Linked DNA regions of Sus scrofa: region 2 is linked to region 1. The links are chromatin contacts, called in public Hi-C maps. All regions are on one chromosome and are shown on one strand. The core of a region is the stretch at or near the end of the contact, and the rest is flanking DNA. Distances in the headings are between cores, read along the strand shown. Region 1 holds the start of NIPSNAP2 (protein NipSnap homolog 2). Region 2 holds the start of C3H16orf58 (RUS1 family protein C16orf58 homolog).

Region 1 (5,144 bases), core at 1,598-4,097:
CTGAAAGCAGTGAGCATGTCTGGGACATTGGACATGGGTGGAACTTAGGTAGAGAAATTCTGGAATTAGAAGTATTTCTAATAGTTCTAATTAGAACTTAATTAAAACATTAAGTAACCCCCATTACTTAATGTTTTAAAGAGTGATATACTTAGATTCACATTTCCGTAAGATAATAGCATCCGTGTCAGAAATAGACGGGAATGGAGAAGATTAGAGGTCGGAAGACAGTGACCTGTTCAAAGATTGCGTCTAAGATGGAAACTGAGTCGGGCGGGGAAGTTGAAAAGAAGTTAGATGATGTGCCAAGAGGAACTTGCAGGCTTGGCACCAGGGAGGGTGAGTGAAAGGGGAGCATCTAAGACTGTCTAGGTGGGAGTGTGGGGTACTGGTTATCCTGGAGGGGACAGGACACCCGTCCGAGCCATCTCTAAAAGCGCAAATAGTGGAGTTCCCATTGTGGCTCAGTGGGTTAAGAACCCGACATAGTGTCTGTGAGGATGCAGTTTCAATCTTTGGCCTCGCTCAGCAAGTCAAGGATTCAGGGTTGTCACGAGCTGTGGTGTAGGTCACAGACACAGCTTGGATCTGGCGTTGCTGTGGCTGTGGTGTAGGCTGGCAGCTATAGCTCCGATTGGACCCCTGGCCTGGGAGCCTCCATATGCCATGGGTGCGGCCCTAAAAAAAGCAAAAAAGAATGGAAATAAAAGTTCAAGTACTTTAAATGCTTACATATGCTCTAATGTATCATTTTAATTTTAACATAGATATTTTCCTGGAAATCTTGATGTAAAAATTAAACTCCAGGAAGATGCCTAATGTTTATCCTATGATATTGGAACCTAAGCCACACAACTATAAATATGGAGCACCTCCCTCCCTTCAGTAAAATGCACTGGGTTAATAGAACTTAGAGCAAAATGATAGTGGAGAAAAAAGTGAAGAACAAGGAAGTTTGCGTGTGGCACAGCAGGTTAAGGATTCGGTGTTGTCACAGCTATGGTGCAGACCTCAACGGTTGCGTGGGTTCAATCCCTGGCTTGGGAACTTCCACATGCTGAGGTTGTGGACAAAAAAAAAAAGGGGGCAGAATGAGTGGCCTAATAAAGAACCCAAGAGCCAAGTCATCAAAGAAACGCCTATCAAGTTTACATTTCAGGAAAACAGATTTGAAAGCATTTGTCTCCCGAAATAGAACTGAGAAATCTAGGGAATGTGTTAGAAAGTCACAACAGCATCACTGGCTTTAAGAGGCCCTGCCTCCCACAGTCCAGGATGGGGACCTGTCCTTTCTGCCCTGGGGAGAGCTCACGCCAGCCTCCCTTTTGGGTCTCTGCCACCTCCACCGCCCCAAGAAGCATAAGCCAGTTGAGATCAGGAACAACCTCACCCACTCAGCCTGTGGCCACCTGTCCCTCTGTGCCTGACTGCCTTCCCACCACATGCCTCTCCCTGGTCTGGAGCAAATCCTTGTTGCCACTCCTCCATCCACAGGACCATTTCTGCCCTCCTGGTGGCTCCTTGCCATATTAACATTGTAGGACTCAGCCCTGAAGCCCCCTCCTCCTCCCTTCATCTTTAGAATTACCAACTCCAGAGACCCCTCCACACACAAGCTGAGTGCCTGTCCCCACCCCTCCTAGAGATCTGTAATCTACCCAGTCTTAAGGACATTTTCTTCTGGGCCATGAAAATGCCCCCTTTGGTGGCTGGGAAGCTCCTCCCCTGTTTCTCCCCATTTTCTTTTTTTTTGGTCTTTTTGTCTCTTTAGGACCGCACTTATGGCATATGGATGTTCCCAGGCTAGGGATCTAATAGGAGCTTAACTGCTCCTCAATTTTCTGTCTAGCTCTTAGCTGCGGTTTCATGATTCTATCAGTGGTTCTTTTATTTCCCCACAGGATACATTTCTCCCAAACAGGCTAGAGGTTGAATTGGAGCTGCAGCGGCAGCCGTACGCCACAGCCACAGCAAAATCAGATCCGATGCCGCACTTGCGACCTACACTGCAGCTCACGGAACGCCAGATCCTTAACCCACTGAGCAAGGCCAGGGATGGAACCTGCATCCTCATAGATACTAGTCGGGTTCATTAACCAACAAGCCACGACGGGAACTTCAACCCACGCCTTTGTTTAAGCTGTTTCCTTGGGCGGCCGGAGTTCTCCCTCCCTCCACCTGTCTGCTCTTTCCTTGGGACCAGGACGCTGTGCCAGCTCCCCAGGGTCTTTCTTCCACTTTCCAGGCACCCCTGGGGACGCACTCTCCAGCCCGGGCTCCCTTCCGGTCTTGTCAACCTCTCCATTCTCACACTTGACACACTCCGATCATTTCACACCCAGCGGCATGCTCACATCAACAGAACAAGGAGTCCGGAGACCACGAGAGTATCTGAGTATGTTTCCATCCAGAACGAGAATGTTTTTATTAAAGCGTAATTTATTTTTGAAAAGGCAATGTATGTACTTGGTGCAAAATCTAAAAAGAAGCTGCCTCTCAGATTCGCCCCCAGGCCCTGGATTCCCCTAGGAACTGTGTTACTCTCTTCCGGTGAATCTCTCCACGTATGTTCAAGCCTTGCCCTCGACCCCTGGGTGGCCCCTGTGCTGGGCACCGAGCTCCTTTCGTCGGAGCTTGAAGTCTCAAAATCGGTTGCCCTCAGGCTTCCCGCTCCTTTCTTGCAACTCCGGGACCTCAGTGCCAGGACGCACTGAGGACCAGACCTCTGCGCCCCCCCCGCTCCCCCTGGCGGCCGCTCCCCGCGCTGCAGCGTCCTGGGCCCCACTCCCCCTGGCGGTCGCGCCCCGCACTGCAGCGGCCGCACGCCCTGCCCCGCCCCGCCCCGCCCCGCCCCCCGCCTCGGCGGGCCCGGCCGGGGGAGGGGTCGCGGCGGCGGCGGCGGCGGCGGCGGCGTCAGCGGAGGCCGGGGCGGTGGGAGTCGAGGCTCCGGAGCAAGATGGCGGCGCGAGTGTTGCGCGCCGGCGGAGCGGCCTCAGGCGGCGGCTTCCTGTGGCGGGCCGCCCCCTGCAGCCTCCTGCCCGGGCTCCGGTGAGCAGCGCCGCCCTTTCCGGGAGCGGCCGGGGAGGGGCCGCCGCGGGGCGGAGGGCGCGGGGTCCTCGGCGCGGGTCTCCGCCCTGGCTCGGTAGCGTTCCCATGGGGCAGGGCCGCCGGGGCTGTGGGGCGGCTGGGCTGAGGCCGCGGTCCGCGTGGCGGGGCGAGCCGGAGCCTCGGCAGGGTCGGAGCGCCTGCTGCCGGGCCGGCGGGGCTCAAGGTCATGGCGGGAATGACACCCAGCGCCGAAGCCACGTCCGCGCGCGGAGCCGGCCCGGCCTGTTGGACCTTGACCCTGCGCGACCCGGAGTCGTGGGGCAGCGGCCAGCGCGTGGCTGAGGCCGCAGGCCTTGAACTTGGGCCTCGGGGTTCCTGCAGGGCGTCCTGAGAAAGCTGCTCGCCCGCGCAAAGCCTCAGTGTCAGCATCTGTAAACGGTAGTGGAGGTACCTACCACTCACCTCCTAGGTTGCTGTGAAGAAATAAAATAATACATCGGCCCCGGCGATCCCTCAGTGGAGATTGGGGAAGTAGCCAAGAGGTGTCCGCCTTACGGACAGTTGTTGACTTGCATTGAAAAGTAGGTAGTGGATCAAAAAAGTATGTACAGTTATCAGCACGAAGTAGGGGGTGGGTTCATGTTTAAACTTTTTTCCTAACCTCATTGGATTACATATTCGATTTTCTGAGTCCATCCCGGACACAGCCATGTCCTGTTTGCCCAGTTGAAAAACCAGAGCCCATATCAACCAATTTACACGTCCATTTGCTTTCCCGGTTTATTTACGTTAGGTTATATGAATTTTATCTTGTTGTTTATCTTCAATAGTGAGCCTCTAGAAAATACAGTTGGCATTTCAAAAAATGGAAAAGGGAAGGAAGTACCTGTTAAAACTCTTAATGTGGGCCAGCTTTATATGATAACAGCTTATTTATTTAGTGTAATCCTAGTAGCAATCTTAAGAAGGAAGTAATAGGATCTACATCTTAGAGATGAGAAGGAACCTCAACCTGCTGAAGACACGTGGCTAGAAAAGGCATTTGAACCCAAGTTGGTTACACTTCAGGCCCAGTGCCCTTGTAAGGACTGCTGCTCAAGTTGTGTTACAAAATTGGATGTTTATGTTTCCAAGTTGATCAACAAATCAACCCTCTTTTATTTTTATTCTGTTATTAAGTATCTACTGTTTATTTTTCCCCACAAGTGATAGAAGCCCATGAAATTGATATTTCCTTTTTTTCAAAAAAGACAGCTGAGGGAGTTCCCCTTGTGGTGTAGTGGAAATGAATCGGACTAGGAAACTTGAGGTTGCGGGTTTGATCCCTAGCCTTGCTCAGTGGGTTAAGGATGTGGCGTTGCTCTGAGCTGTGGTGTATGTTGCAGAACGCGGCTTGGATCTGACGTGGCTATGGCTGTGGCCAGTGGCTGTAGCTCTAATTTGACCCCTAGTCTGGAAACCTCCATGTGCCATGGGTGCGGCCCGAAAGAGAAAAAAAAAAAGCTGCGCCTGAAGGTGTTCACTTAAAGGGCCCAAGGTCACCTGGGATACCCCAGGTTCCTGCTGGGGCCACATGCTCTCGACACTGGGGTCCTTGTCTCTATCCAAGGTCCCCTGTACCTTCTGACTACTCCTTCCTGGGCTCTAGTCTGCCTTAACCTTTAACTGCCTCAACTTTAGGACTCAGTCTAGACCCAGTCAATTCATTGATTCTATCACATATTGAGTGTATACGGTGTCTTTGAAGCCCGCTGGACCTGAGCGTAAGAGCTGTGGTCGCTCTCCCCAGGAAGCCGTGGCTGAGATGAAAACCCATAGAGACTTACAGATGGAGGTAGGTGCCATGGGACAAAATCAGGGAGCTTCCCACATGAGGTCATGGAAGGCCTCTCGGACAAGGTGATGTCATACTGAGACCTGAAGGGTAAGTGGGCATGAAAGCCCTGAAGGGGAGGAGTCAGACATGCTGGGAAACCCCAGAAAAATCTAGGAGGCAGGAGTGAAAGGAAAACAAGACAGGTGGCAAGGAGCAGGGGCCAGAAAATTCCAGGCCTTACAGCTATTTAGAGAGTTTGCATTTTATTCTGAGCCCTGGA
Region 2 (5,751 bases), core at 189-2,688, 120 kb before region 1:
ACAGGGAAAAACAGTAGAGAGAGCCATGGGCCCTCCTGATGTGGAAGTTTCCCTTTTCTTCTCTACTTCACTCTCTAGGTGACAAGGTACCAAACTATATCTTTTTTTTTTTTCCCCTTTTTTGTTAGCGGTTTTCAAAAACTATATATTCAACAGATAGTTACTACAGTTATCATTTATGGCATCATCTAGTATCCCAGGGGATCTAAAATGCCTTTCGTCCTTCCCACAACCTCCTCTCCGCCACTTAGGACAAGTTACAAAATTGTTTTTGTCTAGAATTAACTAATTTCCCAGACTCCAGGCAACTGGCAGTTTTATTTAATAACTGAACTCTGAGGCAGTTCTCCACAGATTAGGAGTAAAGGGGAGGGACCCATTAATTTAGGCATCTGGGCTCCAGATGATTAAAGGGCACTGAACAGTATTGTACGGGAAAGAGTGCAGCTGCAAGGCTGGTGTGCAGGACGAGTGGTATTCCCCTCGTGGGTTACTAATCCGTCGTCAATAAAGCCAATAAAAATCACTAAAATTTACTCCGTTGAATGCTGTTTTTTAACAGGGCACAAGGCACTATTCTGGGAACTGGGGAGACCTGGCTCTTGGATCTAATCAGAGAGGCATGTGTAAACATACTCATCACAGCCGGGAGCTAGGTAAAGGGGAAAGTAGGGGTTGGGCCTCCCAGTCGGAGGAAAAAGAGGACAGAGAAATGGCAGGACTGAGAGGAGAGATAGGTGAGACTCCAGGGGCCCAGCTCACCTTTCACGAGCCAGGTGGCCGTGGCAGCTGAAACAGAGGCTTTTGCGTTCCCTACCCCTATGCCCAGCAAGACTGCGTGGGTGGCCAGGGAGCCCGAGAGGCTGGAAGCAAAGGCCTGGAGAAGAAAAGAAGTGGGATGAGGAGTGGGCGCAGGAGCATGCTGGTCTAAGATCTATTATCTCCTGGGTGTGTGGCCTGGGACCTGTCACAGCTCTGCTCTGGGCCTCAGTCTCCAGCCTATAAGTGGGATGGGAAGAGGTGGCGCACTGTCCTCCCTACCCAGGCTACATGTCGCCCCTTTCCCCAGTCGGCCGAGCTGACCTGCACGGAATCCCACAGCTGGTAGGGCAGATAGTCCGGGCTGACGCTATCGGGGAAGCCCTGCGGCAGGAACACGGCCAGGAGCCGGGAGAGAGGTGGGGAGGCCGTCCCGGGAGCCACCCCTCCGTCCCCATCTCGTTCTCCGGGTTTCGCTGTGAAAGCCCCGGAGAACCCCCACCAGCGCTTCCCCCAGGCCTCCCACTGCAGGGTCCCGTCGGCGGCAGCGCGACAGCCCCGGGCTGTCCCGGAACCGAACTGCTCGGAGCACAGTGGAGCCTCACGCCTTGCAACGTCAGCCATCGTGGTTCCCTCCCTTCAGTTTCGCGGGACGAGATACATGTTCAGACAACGCTTCCGGCGCGGCTACGGCGGCCGCAGAGGGGCAATCTTCCTTCGCGAAAGGGCCGCCGGCCTCCTTCCGGCAACCTGGGAACTGAACCATTCCTCTCCTATCTCTTGGCCACCTCTGCGGTTGGTCCTAACCCCTGGTTCTTCGCAGCATTTTGTCTGGCCCCGCGGGAGCCCTCTGGCCCGCCAAACCCTGGAAGAGGGCATTCCTATCGTTGGGTTGAGACCTGGTGCAGCCACAGAATTTTTAGCTTGTGGCTTTGGGCAAGTCATTGTGCCTAAGGGGCTCCAGGTGCCTTTTTTATTGTGAGGGCAGGGACTATATTTGTCTCCCATTCCCAATACCCAACACATAGTAGGTGTGTAAAAGATATTTATAGGAGTTCCCGTTGTGGCGCAGTGGTTAACGAATCCGACTAGGAACCATGAGGTTGCGGGTTTGGTCCTGCCCTTGCTCAGTGGGTTAAGGATCCCGCGTTGCCGTGAGCTGTGGTGTAGGTTGCAGACGCGGCTCGGATCCCGTGTTGCTGTGGCTCTGGCGTAGGCCGGTGGCTATGGCTCCGACTCGACCCCTAGCCTGGGAACCTCCATATGCCGCAGGGGCGGCCCAAGAAATAGCAAAAAGACAAAAAAAAAAAAAAAAGATATTTATAAATAAATGATAAGTTGGACCAGATCATCCCTGAGACCCTGTTAAGACCCCACCCCCACCCCCCCTTTTTTTTTGGTCTATTTGGTTTTTTCTAGGGCCGTGCCTGCAGCATATGGAGGTTCCCAGGCTACACTGCAGCAACGCCAGATCCAATCTGCGTCTGCGACCTACACCACAGCTCAAGGCAATGCCAGATCCTTAACCCACTGAGCAAGGCCAGGGATTGAACCCACAACCTCATGGTTTCTAGTAGGATTTGTTTCTGCTGCACCATGACGGGAACTCCGAAGAATATTATTTCTGAAAAGATCCTAAGAATATCTGAAGAATGAGAAAATCAAGGGATTGCAGTTAAGAGTGTCAGGACAGGAGAAATGGGCAAGAAGTTCTGGTGTTTACTGGGGGAGAGGGTCTACGAAATTGCGGGAAAAGTCTAAATACCGTGTGGGAAGTGGGGAGATCAGTGAGCATAAAGTCAAGGCGATGAGCAGCATGGAACATTCTGCTCAATGCTCGGTATATTGTCGAATGCCTGTCCCCACTTCCCCTCCTGCCCCTTGGAGTCAGCTCCCTAGCCAGCTTAAAACTCCCCTGCTTAGGAGTTCCCATCGTGGCTTAGCGAAAAGGAATCTGACTAGTAATCACAAGGATGCAGTTTCAATCCCTGGCCTCGATCAGTGGGTTAAGGTTCTGGTGTTGCTGTGAGCTGTGGCATTGCTGTGGCTATGGTGTAGGCCAGTGGCTACAGCTCTGATTCGACCCCTAGCCTGGGAACCTCCATAGGCCACCAGTGAGGCCCTAAACACAAAACAAAACTCCCCTGCTTAAAACCTTTCAGTAGCTTCCTGTTTTATGGAAGAGGATAGCAACATTCTCTTCCAAACCCTTCAATGGCTTTCTTTCACATTTGAAAACAAAACACACTCTGCCAGGGCCCACGAAGCTCTATAGATGGGGCCCTGCTCGCTCTCCCAGAGTTCACCCCTTACTGTTCATCCTCTCACTCCCCCCAGTAGAACTTAAGCTCGTAGGGGAGAGGAACTTTGTCTTTGGCACTGATATTTCCCAGGAACCGGCACAAGGCAGGTGCTAAATATTCATAAGTGGAATGAATGAATTTATTTTCTCACTAGCCCTTGTAGGTATGATTTTACATTTTTTAAATTTTTTTGCTTTTTGGGCTGCACCCTCGGCATATGGAAATTCCCAAGCCAGGGGTTGAAACAGCTACAGCTGCTGGTCTACACCACAGTTACAGCCACTCGGGATCCAAGCCGCATCTATGACCTACACCACAGCTCACAGCAGTGCCATATCCCAAACCCACTGAGCGAGGTCAGGGGTTGAACCCGTATCCTCAGGGATACTGGTCAGATTTGTTTCTGCTGTGCCACAACAGGAACTCCTATTCCTCCCCTAAACAAGGGAACTAGGGCTTGCATATGTGAAGTGACTTCAGCAAAGTTACTGAGCTGAAAACTGGTAAAAGTAATTTATTCATCTATTCATTCAACAAATATTCAGTGAGCAGGAGTTCTTGTTGTGGCTCAGCATTGCTGTGAGCTGTGGTATAGGTCGCAGATGTAGGTTGGATCCTAGTGTTGTGGCTGTGGTGTAGGCTAGCAGCTGCAGCTCTGATTTGACCCTTAGTCTGGGAATTTCCATATGCTGCAGGTGCGGGCATAAAAAGAAAGAAAAAGAAAAATTCGGAGTTCCCGTCATGGCTCAGTGGTTAACAAATCCGACTAGGAACCATGAGGTTGCGGGTTTGGTCCCTGCCCTTGCTCAGTGGGTTAATGATCTGGTGTTGCCGTGAGCTGTGGTGTAGGTTGCAGACGCGGCTCAGATCCCACGTTGCTGTGGCTCTGGTGTAAGCCAGCGGCTACAGCTCCAATTCGACCCCTAGCCTGGGAACCTCCACATGCGCAGGAGCGGCCCTAGAAAAGGCAAAAAGACCAAAAAAAAAAAAAAAAAAAGAAAAAAGAAAAAAGAAAAAAATTCAGTGGGCAGGTGCTACTCTTCTAGGCCTTGAGGCAGGAGTCCAATTTGAGGCGAATTAGAACTATAGCATCTTTTTTCTTTTTAATTTTTTTTTCTTTAATTTTTGGCTGCCCCCAGGGCATTCGGAAGTTCCCAGGCCAGGAATCAAACCCATGCCCCAGCAGTGACCTGAGCCACAGCAGGTACAACACTGGATCCTTAACCTGCTGAGCCATCAGAAACTCCCTGTATTGTTCTTTTTCTTTCTTTCTTTCTTTCTTTTCTTTCTTTTTTTTTTTTTTTTTTTGCTTTTTGGGCTCCACCTGCAGCACATGGAAGTTCCCAAGCTAGGGGTCTAATTGGAGCTACAGCTGCTGGCCTAAGCCACAGCCATGGCAACACCAGATACATAACTCACTGAGCAAGGCCAGGTTTCAAACCTAAAGTCTCATGGTTACTAGTCAAATTCATTTCCACTGAGCTATGATGGGCACTCCAAGAGTTTGTTTTATTTATTTTTTTTTCTTTTTTGGCTGAACCCACAGCATGTGGAATTTCCTGGACCAGGAATCCAACCTGCACCACAGCAGCAACTCCAGCTGCTGCAGTGACAAAGCTGGATCCTTAACCTCATGCACCACAGTAGAATTCCAGGAGTTTGTTTTAAATTTTTTGGGGGGCTGCACCTGCAGCATATGGAGATTCCCAGGCTAGGGGTCGAATTGGAATTTCAGTTGCTGGCCTATGCCACAGCCCCAGCAACTCAAGATCTGAGCCGTGTCTGTGACCTACACCACAGCTCCTGGCAACCCTGGATCCTTGACCTGCGGAGCGAGGCCAGGGATTGAACCCTCATCCTCATGGATCCTAGTCGGGTTTGTTAACTGCTGAGCCTCTAAGGGAACTCCCTGTATACATATTCTTTGTCAGGTCATATTGCAATTATTTCTCCTAGTGGGAACACATACTTTCTACCCTAAATAAATGAAAACATGTTCGCACAAAAATTGGTACACAAATATTTATTGTACGTGTATTCAGACTTGGCAATAACTGCGGACTATCCAAATGTTCTTCAGTGGTGAATGAATCCACAAACTAGTGCATTTATGCAGTGCACACTTAGCAATGGAAAGGAACAACACGGTGCTTGTAACAACTTGGATGAGCTGAAGGGCATTGATTACTCTGAAACAAAGGAGCCAGTTTCAAAGGCTACATGCTGTATGCTTCCATCACAGGACATCCTCAAAAATACTGAACTGTAGTGACAGGGAACAAAACAGTGCTTAGCAGGATTTAGGGATGGGAGTCAGGGTGACTATAATGGAGAAGCCAGAAGGAGTTTGGGGGTGACAGAAGTATTCTGTATCCGGATTGTGGTAGCAGTTACATGAATCTATGTGTTAAAATCTATACATTGTACACCAAAAGGAAGTTCACTTTGTTGTATATTGATTAAGAAAATGCTCTAAACAAAAAAGAGCAAATCAACAAACTATGTGTGAATAGGTGCCTATGAACATTGTGGGGCTTTTTCTTTCACTTTTTCTTTCTTTCTTTCTTTCTTTCTTTTTTTTTTATGGCCACAACTGTGGTATGTGGAAGTTCCCAGGCCAGGGATGGAGAGTGTGCCACAGGAGGAGTTCCCAGAGGTACCAAATCTGACTAGTATCCACGAGGACACA

Evidence for each region. Hi-C and Micro-C count contacts between places; a contact is called where the count stands out from the background.
Region 2: a contact with region 1 is called in a Hi-C map of embryonic fibroblasts, with 1.7 times the contacts expected there. The contact joins the promoter of C3H16orf58 here to the promoter of NIPSNAP2 in region 1. A contact is called at or near these places in 3 of 5 promoter capture datasets (fetal liver and liver), 10 of 47 Hi-C or Micro-C datasets (embryonic fibroblasts, epiblast stem cells, fetal liver and 6 more) and 2 of 2 datasets of contacts at active chromatin or transcription factors (alveolar macrophages and skeletal muscle).

Annotation. Positions count from the first base shown.
Region 1 is chr3:16,939,470-16,944,613 of Sscrofa11.1, reverse strand. NIPSNAP2 (protein NipSnap homolog 2) reads left to right here and starts at 2,847. Exons shown (of 10, transcript XM_021086363.1): 1 at 2,847-3,048. The coding sequence starts at 2,957.
Region 2 is chr3:17,061,467-17,067,217 of Sscrofa11.1, reverse strand. It overlaps C3H16orf58 (RUS1 family protein C16orf58 homolog), which reads right to left and starts at 1,438. Exons shown (of 13, transcript XM_021086379.1): 1 at 1,084-1,438; 2 at 763-877. The coding sequence starts at 1,383.